2 separate regions of the Sus scrofa genome follow, and region 1 is linked to region 2. Evidence: chromatin contacts called from public HiChIP or PLAC-seq data. All regions are on one chromosome and are shown on one strand. The core of a region is the stretch at or near the end of the contact, and the rest is flanking DNA. Distances in the headings are between cores, read along the strand shown.

Region 1 (5,435 bases), core at 2,745-5,244, 170 kb after region 2:
TGGCTGTGATGTAGGCCAGGAGCTGCAGCTCCAATTAGACTCCTAGTCTGGGAACTCCCAAATGCTGCCGGTGCAGCCCTAAAAAATAAATAAATAAACAAATAAAGACACTGAAAAATCTGGAGTTCCTATTCTGGCTCAGCGGGTTAAGAACCTGGCTAGTATCCATGAAAATGTGGGTTCAGTCACTGGACTTGCTCAGTGAGTTAAGGACACGGCCTTGCCACAAGCTTCAGCATAGGTCACAAATGCGGCTCAGATGGCATTGCTGTGACTGCAGCATAGGTTGGCAGCTGCAGCTCCATTTCAACCCCTAGCCTGTAAACTTCCACATGCTGCAGGTTCAGCCATTAAAAAAAAAAAAAAAAAAAAAAAAAAGTAAAGACATTGAAAAATCAGAGTACCAATGGTGGCTCAATGGAAACAAACCTGATTAGCATCCATGAAGACACAGGTTCAATCCCCAGCCTCACTCAGTGGGTTAAGGATCTGGTGTTGCTATGAGCTGTGGTGATGGTTGCAGACAAGGCTTGGGTCTTGCATTGCTGTGGCTGTGGCGTAGGCCAGTGGCTACAGCTCTGATTTGATCTCTAGCCTGGGAACCTCCATATGCTGCGGGTGTGGTCCTAAAAAGACAGAAAAAAAAAAGACATTGAAAAATCTGGAATTTAGTATTTCACACCAATGGGAGACAAGGCAGAGACAGAGCAAGACCCAAACACACACACCCCCCCAACCCAGGAAGGCCCTATTGAGTCAGGTAGGTACTGGCAACAAGTCCTATCATCTGCATAGGGAACAGGGCACTGGAGAGAGAGGCCAGAGGGAGACAAGCCAGAAGCAAAGGATGGAGACTTGCAGGAAAAGACAAGATCATTAACAATGTGGACACTCTCACCCACTCTTCTTTACTGGAGACCTACTTCATGCCACACCCCATTGGTGGAGACAGATCAAGTGTCTTATCTTCATGGGGTCTGCATTCTCATAGGGGGAAACAGACAAACATCAAATATCAGGAATAAGTCAGTTGTATAGCATGTGGTTAGTGCCACTGGAAAAGATCAGAACAGGGAAAATTGGATGGGAGTGGTCACAGTAGAAAGGTGACAGCTGAGTGGTCCTGAGGCTGGTAAGGGAGTGAGTCATGTGGGGAAAGAGCCTTCTGAGCAGAGGAAAACTCCAGGGCCTGGGGGATTTTGCCTAGTGTGCTTAAAAATCTGAGGGGAGGTGACTGTGGAAGCTGCAGAGTCAGGGGAGGGTGTGTGTGGTGGGAGGGTCCTGAGCAGAGATCTAACCAGAACTGACACCCTGCTGGAGGATGGCTTTGATGTCCTGGAGAGTACAGCACAAGTGGAGTGCAAAATGAAAGTACAGCACAAGTGGAGTGCAAAATAAAAGTGCAATTTTGTAGAAGTTCATAAATGTAGAATTTATGAAGTCAATGAGTGATGCTGAGGACAGGTAGAATCACACAAAGTATTAGAAGATGAGGGCCTATCACTGCTAGAAAGGGACAGTGAAAGGGCAAGGATTTCAGATGAATGATTTAAGTCAGGCTTAAGAGAAGGCTTTGGGAAAACCAAAGGAGCCCAGAAACTCTTTTGCAGAGTTGTGCTTTTTCAGAAAATGCAATGCTCCAGGAAGGATCTCATACCATGCAATCTATACCCTGCTCCCAAATGATTTACTCTTTAGTCATACTCCAAATTAGGATAGAGTGGCATACACAACCAAAATTTTATTAAGTATAAAATAATAACATTTTATTCACTTACTTGAGTATACATTATTAATTGGTTTCTTTTTCTTCATATGTGACAATAATTCCCACTTCACTAGGTTGAGTCAAGATTAAGTATGAGCATCCACTCACTAACACATGAAACTACTTCTTATGGGTCTTGTTCTAAGTGCCAGGTGCCAAGTGTGGCTCTGGGGTGTAGTGATGAAGACATAGCATTCCTCAAATGGTATATATAAAGTGTCACATAAAAGAGTAAAATGAAAAAGCACATGACATTAGGAGAGACTAAGTAAGGGAAATTTAATCTAGCCAGAAGGTGTATAAGTTAGCTATTGCTGTGTAACAAACGACTACCAACCTAGGGCTTTAAACAACACACACTGATTATCTCAGTTTCTGTGAATCAGGTGTCTGAGCGTGGCTTAGTTTGGGTCTTTGCCTTAGGGACCCACGAGGCTGTAATCAAGGTGACAGCTGGACTGCATTCTCATCTGGAGGCTCAAGTCGGGAGGAATCACTCCCAAGCCCCCCTCAGGCTGTTAGCAGGATTCATTTCCTTGTGGCTGTGGGACTGAGGACCCCGGCTTCTTGCTGATTATTAGCTTCTAGAAGCCACCCAGAGCTCCTTGCCATGTTTGCTTCCTCAACATGGCTGTTGACTTTATCAAGTCAGCAGGGAGAGTCTCCAGAGCTAGTCTTCTAGCAAGAGCAAGACTTTTTTTTTTTTTTGCTTTTTAGGGCTGCACCTGTGGCATATAGAAGTCAACCCAGACTAGGGGTTGAATCAGAGCTACAGCTGTTGGCCTACACCACAGCCACAGCAAGGATCCAATCTGAGCTGTATCTTCAACCTACACCACAGCTCATGGCAATGCCGGATCCTTAACCCACTGAGCGAGGCCAGGGATCAAACCTGCATCCTCATGGATACTAGTCGGGGTCATTAATACTGAGCCACAACGGGAATTTCCTAGCAAGACTTTGGTATGATGCAACGTACCACGGGAGGTGACATCCCATCACCTTTGCCATATTCTATTGGTTAAAAGCACGTCACACATCCCACTCACACAAAGGCATGAAAACTAGGAGGCAGGGATACAAGGGGTTACCTTAGAGTCTGTCTGCCACTAAAGGTTTCCCCGAGGAAGGAACAATGGAGCTGGAATCCAACAAAGGAACTAACCATATGGATGGGGGAGGAAGCACTGACCAGGTTGAGAGAACAAGCGGGCAGGACGCGCATACAGCATTTACAAAGGATCAAGCATGGTGACTAGCAATACTGTATCACTCTTCTGCTCAACAACCATCAGTGGCTCCTCAAGACCCACAACTTTGCCCTATATTCGAAGCCAGATAGGCCATGTCCTTGCACTCACTGTCTCTCTCCAGTGTCCTCTCCAGTGGTGGCTTCACTCATCACTTCCACCCACGTAGACTGCCCCTGGCCCTCCTGTATATACTCCATCTATAGATAAGTCAAGGCCCAGCATCAAATGATCTCTAAACAATATTTTTGAACATCTATGATCATTCTATTTATGATATATACTCCATCTATAGATAAGTCAAGGCCCAGCATCAAATGATCTCTAAACAGTATTTTTGAACATCTATTATCATTCTATTTGTGAACAACATTTAAATATTTTGAACATCCATGCTAGAGCTTCCTGGAATTGCAAAGCCTGAGATATGATTTCTGGATGCTAGGTAGAGGGGGTAGGGCTGGAATGAAGATCTAAATAAAAAGAGGAAGAACAGGAGGTCCCCTGCTCAAGGTTCAGCCCATGGGACAGTTGGTAAGTCTTGCAGGGATCTTAGAACACAGAGAAAGCTCGATTTCATAGAGTGGTTCATGATCTGTCAGTATTCTTAGGCTAGAAACTGCAAATAGATTCCAAAGGGGCTCAGTCAAACTGACGTTTTTCTGGGAAGGACAGTTGGAGCCAGAAGCTGCCTGGCCGCAGCCCACACTGCTAGATAACCTGGCCAGGCCAAGTCAGTCCTTGTCTGGCACCAACAGCTTGGTTGGCAGAAGTAGGGGACAGCACCGGAAGTTCTCCTGCCCTTCAGCCTAGGGATCCCTGACCACGTTCAGAGCCTGTCCCTTAAAGGCTGGAAGAGGCCCCAGCAGCACTGCAGCCTTAGCCACATCACCAGGGGAAAAGAACAAGGAAGAGAAAAGCGACCCACGTCAGTGGCCCAAGGCCTGTTCCTCCAGCCGACAGCTGGGAGGGGGGAGCTGGGCTGGGGGCGGGGCCGGCGGTGGAGGGCGGGACCACCGGGGGCCGGGCCGGTAGTGGTGGGCGGGGTCGGAGGGGCTGTTTCGCCAGCCCCACCTCCTAGGCTAGAAAGGAGCTGGCCTTGGAAGCTGCAAGCCGGGCCTTGGAACCACCACCTGCCCAAAGCTCTGATTGGGGGTTGAGTCTCTGCAGCTGCCTTGGAGGGCAGAGGCAGCCTGGATCTAGGGGCAAAAGAAGGCCTGACACCCCCGGGTTTCTTCTCCGCCCTGCCCACCACAATCTTCCTTAGTACCTGCTCTACACGGAAGCCAGAGGCTTTTTCTCATGGCCCACTAAAGCTTCTAACTTTGCTTTGAGGGCAGAATACCCTCCCCCCTCCACACACACAATCTGATTCCTCCCCTGCTCCCTACTCACCTTGTCTCATCTTCCATCATCAAGACAGAACCACCCCCAGGTAGCTCCGCATGGCCTTTCTACAAACTAGTCCTTACACTTGGAACACTGTTCCCACCCTTCTTCATCTAATTCCAACCTATTTTTCAGGCTTAGATAGAGATCTACTCTGGAAAGCATTCCTTGACCCTCCCATCCTGCTGTGGGCTTGTGGGCTCGGCCCCCCCAGTCCAGTCATCTTACATCACAATTGCCTGACTGCCTGTCTGTTCTTCTCCTTCCTCCCTCTTCTTCCTCCCCTTCCCCCTCCCCCCACCTAGACTACGGGGTTGCTGCAGTATCTCCAGAGCCTGGCCCAGGCATGGTACTCAGAATGATCACAGGCGTCCTGTCCGGTGGTCCTCTACCATTTCCTATACCTCTACCTGGACGGCAGGCTTCTGCAGTTAGTTCATCTCTTAGAGCAGCAGGTCACAAACTAGAGCAAGCATCAGAGACACTTCAGTGCCACAAAAGGGAGCTTATTAAAATACAGACTGCTGGGCTCCATCTCCAGAGTTTCTGATTCAGTAGGTCTAGAGCGGGGCCTGAAAATATGCATTTCTAAAAAGTTCCCAGGTGATGTTGCAGCTGCTGGCCCAGGGACCACACTTGAAGAATCATGACTTATAACCCGTGGACTAAGAGAAAATACTTGCAAATGATGCAGAGCTTGATTTCCAAAATATACAAAGAGCACATATAACTCAACAACAAAAAACCAAACAACTCAATCAAAAAACAGGCAGAAGGTCTAAACAGACACATCTCTAAAGATGATATACAGATGGCCAACAGGCACATGAAAAGATATTCAACACCACTAATTATTAGAGAAATGCAAACCAGAACTACAATGATTTACCACCTCACACCGGTTAGAATGGCCATCATCAAAAAGACTACAAATAACAAATGCTGGAGAAGGTGTGGTGAAAAGGGAACCCTCCTACACTGTTGGTAGCAATGTAAATTGGTACAGCCACTCTGGAAAATAGTATAGA
Region 2 (5,079 bases), core at 1,888-4,387:
GTCGGGAAGCTCTCAGGAAATGGAGAAATGGAGATTTTTTAAAAAGTATCACCACCCACAGGCTGCCTCAGTCTGCCCATGAAGTAAATGAGGGCTGAAGCACTCAGGAGGTCTTCTGGAAAAGCAGATAAGATCAGATAAGCAGGGAGGGACCCAATCAGCCCCCTCCTGTCTTCCTGACCTCATCACCTCCCACGCTCCCCCTCACTTAGTAAACTCTAGCCTTCTTTCTATTCCTAAACTTACTAAGCTCTTTCTGGCCTCAGGGCCTTTGTACATGCTGTTACCTCTGCCTGGAAAATATTTCTCTCCAACCCACCCCTAATAATTCGCCCAGCCATCTACTCACATCCTTTAAGCCTCTGCTGAGTCCTGGAGAAATTTATCTACTCCATCAGTGAAGTAGGTCTCCCTAATGTTTTACCTCATAGCCTTCTTTCCCTCCATAGTCTCCATCACAATTGTCCCTATATAACATAGTGCTTATCTGTCTAATGTCTGTGAATTCCAGGAAGGCTGCTGCTGAGTTTCTCTTGGGTTCCTGACTCATGGCACTGAGGCCTCCTAGCACATGGCAGCTCAAGGCTGCAGACAGGGGCAAGCTCCACTTCAAGCCCCGCCAGCCCCAGCCACACACAGGGAGCACTCAAGTCCAGCACTCAAGTTTCCTGTGCCCTGGGCCAGCCCCGCCCAAGGCCTCCCCTCACCCTTGCTGATTCGCCAGCTAGCCTCTGTGCTCACTCGCTACTGACCACCAGCCTACAAAAGCCAGTGGCTCTCCCGTGAGACAGAGAATGCCTGGTGTCAGACAGGCTTAGGTTCAAATCCTCATGTGTTAGTTATGTGGCCTTGGGGCAAGCTGCAGAACTTCTCTGAATCTTAGTTTCTCACTGGTAAATTGGGAACAATAATCCCTGATTAAAGAGTAATCATGAGGATCAGGTGGGACCACGTGCTGTAAACCTTGTAACTTGTAACGCTTGGGTCAACTTTTGTTCCCTCCCTCCCACTTTAACGGCCTTGTCACTAGGTGGCAGTCCATCTCACCGACTCCACCTCCCCTTGGGTGGCAGAGTGGCTGAAGACTATTAGCACAAACATCTCAACTTCAGACTGAATTCCCAGCTTCTTGAGGGCCGCTCTTGAGGGGATCAAAACACACACACACACTACCACTACAGCAAGACAAAGTCCGAAGCAGCCCCAGGCCCCAGTCACCACCCGGTGGGGTGGACTGCCTGAGTACACACTCTTATTTATGCACTCACACTCATACAATCTTGGTTGCCTGGATCTTTCTCTAGCATCAGCTGGGTGCTCTGCTGGGGCCTCTCACCTCTGAAATGCAGTATGTTGTCCTGCTCTGCCTGGCTCAACATCTGTCAGACAGACTCCACTGTGACCAAAGTTGTCTTTAGCTTGGGCGGTGTCCTGTGACGCGGATGGCACGGGTGAGTCTAGGGAGTGGCTGCAGGAAGACAAAGAGAATTATTCAAATAACCATCAAAACGCCTTGTGGCTGGAGGATGGAGTGAGGGGAGGTGGTAAGAGATGCAGTGAGTGAGACAGAAAGGAGCCAGACCATGCTGGGCCAGGCGGGGAGAGTGGATTTGGTGTACAACGGGAAGCTATGAAGCTATGGACGGTTTGAGGCTGGAGGTAGGAAACCATGATTTAATTTCCTTTTGAAGAGGAGAGCATAAAGAATAGATGAGATGCAGGCAAAACCAAGAAGAGTACATAGTCTGGAAGAGAGAAGATGGGCCTTGCCCTTGTGGGTGGAGTGGAGATATTTGAGTGCAGAGTGAACCAGACTTGATGGGTTGCTGTGAGGTTGGGGCAGAGAGAGGAATCAAGGGTAACTCCAAAGCATCTTAGAGCTTAATGCTATATTCTGAGAGAGTGAAGACAGGAGAATAAGCAATTTGAAGAGGGAGGTGAGATGTCTGTGTTAAGTCGGGACGTGGACTAGGTAGGTGGGTGCAGGGGAGGTACAGCTTTGGCACCAGGGTACCTGGGTTGAGTAGGGGGTGACGCCGTGGTAAGGGTCAGGTCGCCTTCGGAACTGACTCAGGACCCACCCCAGAGGAAGAGAAGCTCCTGAGGCCGAGAGGAAGCTGCCAGAGAAGGAGGAGGAAAACAAGCGGTACGGGGCCAAGAAAACCAAAGCTTCGGAGAGCATCTGCAGGAGAAGCGCGGTAAGGTAGGGCCTGAGCCTGCGTCCTATCACGTGAAGACTGAGCTTGGGGTGGGGAAGGTATTGGCCCAGGCAAGGGACAGAGGCGAAGATCACTGGAGACTTTGGAGGGGGTGCTCCTGCGTAGGGGGGCTATCCCGAATGACTGGGCCCCGCTAGGCCACACTGGCCGAAGGGGCGGGACAAACGCGGGTCAGTCTCGCAAGCCGCCCGCGGTCCCTGCAGCGCTGCCAAAAGGAGGGGCGGGACAGGCTTGCTGTCCATCAGAGCCAGCCGACCAATCTTCAGGCGTCCCAGCCCCCGCCCCTCCCCGAGGGCGCGTAGAGGACCCGCCTCCGCCGCCGCTGCCGCCGCCGCCGCCGCCGCCGCCGCGGGTGTGAGGCGGCCCGGCCTGGCCTGGTTCCCTCTGCTGGGCAGCCTGCCCAGGTATTGGGTTTGGCTGGCGGGCCCCGGGGGCGCTCCGCACCCTCACCTCTCCGCCCGGTCGCTGCGCAGGCGGCGCTCCGGGAGCGGGCTTGAGGAAACTGCCACGGCTGGGCCTGTGCGGGACGGTGGGCTAGGCAGCCGTCTGTGCGTGTGCGACTGACGGCCGAGCCGGAGCGAGGCTGCCGTGCATGACGGGGCCGGCCGTGGCCGCAAGGCTGTGTCCGGGGCCGCGAAAGGAAGCTCTGCGGGACGGAGGGACCGGCTGGTTGACCGCGAGCGGCACGAGCGTCCGCGCTGCCTTTGCTCCCAGTGCCCCTACTCGGGGCCTGTCCGGGGGTCGCGGGGCGCAGGCGCAGCAAGCGGGGGTCCTCCCCACGGGCGCGCGGGCGCCTTTGTTCCCGGCGCGCGGGCCGGGGCGGGGCCTGCAGGGCCGCCCCGCCCCCTACTCAGGCTCCGCCCCGTCTCCGCCCGCAGAAGCCGCCGCCGGGGTCCGCTCGCCGGCCGCCTCCGCCGCCTGCTCGCGCCCGCCCCCGCCGCCTGCTCGCGCTCGCCCGGCCTGCGCCGCCGCCGCCGCCCGTGCCGCCCCCAGCTCCGGAGCCATGGCGGGCGCCGCGTCCCCCTGCGCCAATGGCTGCGGGCCGGGCGCACCCTCGGACGCCGAGGTGTTGCACCTCTGCCGCAGCCTCGAGGTGGGCACCGTCATGACTTTGTTCTACTCCAAGAAGTCGCAGCGGCCCGAACGGAAGACCTTCCAGGTCAAGCTGGAGACGCGGCAGATCACGTGGAGCCGTGGCGCCGACAAGATCGAGGGGGCCAGTAAGTGCGCCCCCCTCCCCGGGGCCCGCCGAGCGCGCGCGCGCGCGCGGGGGCAGCCAGGGTCTGCGCCCAGCTCCCGCGCGCCTCGGCCCGCCGCTGGAGAGGCTTGGGCAAACTTTCGGGCCCTCCCCCACACTCTCCGGGCCCCGCCCCCGCCTCGGCCCGGGTGGTCACCGGGGGCGGGGGGCATCCGGGTCCTCAGTCACCTGACAGGACACCCCCTCCCCCAGCTGGGGGGAGTGTTCCAGGCGCTTTGCCGAGAGGCCTAAAAATCCTAGCCGGTTGGAGACCAGCGGGGCCGGCATCGGGCCCCCCACATCCCGGGAGTGGTGTCGGCCAAGGCAAGGGGAGCCAAGGCAGCGTCCCCCACCCAGGCCCAGAAGCTGGGGCCAGACCAGATGCACCCTTTCTTCAAAAAAAGTGCTCTTGGTGAAACTGTGGGCCTCCCGGCTGGACTCCTATTTACAAAGGAACCGGGGGTTCCATAAGTAGAACTTAGGGAGATGTTGGGGTAGGGCAGGTTTTGGAGCGGAGCCAGGCCTACTCATCTCCCTCTTGGGGAGAGGGAGGAAAGTGGTCCTGTTTGGTTTGGAAAAGCCTGAGAGGAGGCATTGGCTGCTTTTTCCTGCTGCTGCTTTTGTCCTGAAGCTGAATTTTGGAGGTCTGTGTGCGTGGGCAGACACCCAAAGCCGGGGCAGGGAAAGGGGCCAGGCTCCCCTTGCCTTGGAAGCACATTCTCAGGAGCTTGGGCCCCAGAAAGGCAGCTTCTCTGCCGTCTGTCAGGTACTCTTCAAGAGCAGGCAGCCAATTTGTGGTCCAGTTCTTTGTGTCCTACGTCCCAGGTCCCCATGGCTGCAGGGAGCCCAGAGTGGCTACTCTTGATTTCCTGCCTCTTTGCCTTCCCAAGCCTGACCTTGGCTACTTTTGTGAAGGAGAGGTTGGGAGATTTTAAAAAACCCTAGGTCTTTCAAAGTGTTATTCCATGAAACGAGTGCCTGTGCTGTGGCCAGATAGGCACCCAGCTCTGCTCTCCATTCCCCTGCCTCCAAGTGTGAGAGATGATGTGTCTGCAACCCCAGGCTGTGGGTTGCTTCCTGCTAGGAACCACCCCCCCCCAACCCCCCAGGGACCGGTGTTAGAGTCAGGCTCAGAATTAGGTCCATGTGGAGGAAGGGGGTTCAGGAAGTGACACCCCACCAGGGATGGTCTTATAGACCTCCTTGGGTACGGTGTGCATGTGTGTGGATGGCTGAGGAGATTGGGAGGAAGGAAGGTCTTGTGGTGAGGCCACCATCCTCAACCACAAACTCAGATCTAACACAGCGGCTGAACTTCCAGACTTCAGTCCCCATCAGCCCTGTTGGCCATTGGGAGAAAATTATAGTGATTTGAGAGACTGGATTCCAAAGTGGAGGAAGGACAGACACTTCAGAGAGCTGAGATGGTCCTGGAACCATCACCCAGGTATCAGACTTCAGGCACGGCCCTTCTGTGCCTCTGTGGTGCACCCTGGGCTCTCCTGAATTGGTAGCTCGGGCTGGAGGTTCCCAGTGGAGACTCCTGGATGAGAGGCTGCGTTTCAGACGGTGTGTGTGACCAGCAGGCAGTAAGGGGCAGCACAGTGGTTGAAGGCAACCACT

Evidence for each region. HiChIP or PLAC-seq counts read pairs in DNA pulled down with a chosen protein or histone mark.
Region 1: a contact with region 2 is called in an H3K27ac HiChIP or PLAC-seq map of skeletal muscle, with 4 times the contacts expected there. The contact joins the enhancer-like site here to the promoter of PLCG1 in region 2. A contact is called at or near these places in 2 of 5 promoter capture datasets (fetal skeletal muscle and liver), 7 of 47 Hi-C or Micro-C datasets (embryonic fibroblasts, epiblast stem cells, heart right ventricle and 4 more) and 2 of 2 datasets of contacts at active chromatin or transcription factors (alveolar macrophages and skeletal muscle).

Annotation. Positions count from the first base shown.
Region 1 is chr17:43,979,532-43,984,966 of Sscrofa11.1, forward strand. No RefSeq gene overlaps it. Among named protein-coding and RNA genes, the nearest start is that of LPIN3, 11 kb to the right of the region's middle. Within about 2 kb of position 3,995, at least 28 of the 83 cell types and tissues checked have an H3K27ac peak or open chromatin away from gene starts, as enhancers often do. A contact at or near this core is called in alveolar macrophages, liver, retroperitoneal adipose tissue and 2 more, where this site is marked.
Region 2 is chr17:43,806,866-43,811,944 of Sscrofa11.1, forward strand. PLCG1 (1-phosphatidylinositol 4,5-bisphosphate phosphodiesterase gamma-1) reads left to right here and starts at 3,138. Exons shown (of 32, transcript XM_021078388.1): 1 at 3,138-3,439. The coding sequence starts at 3,223. LOC110257392 reads right to left here and starts at 3,224. Exons shown (of 5, transcript XM_021077695.1): 1 at 3,081-3,224; 2 at 2,670-2,938; 3 at 1,337-1,468. The coding sequence starts at 3,224.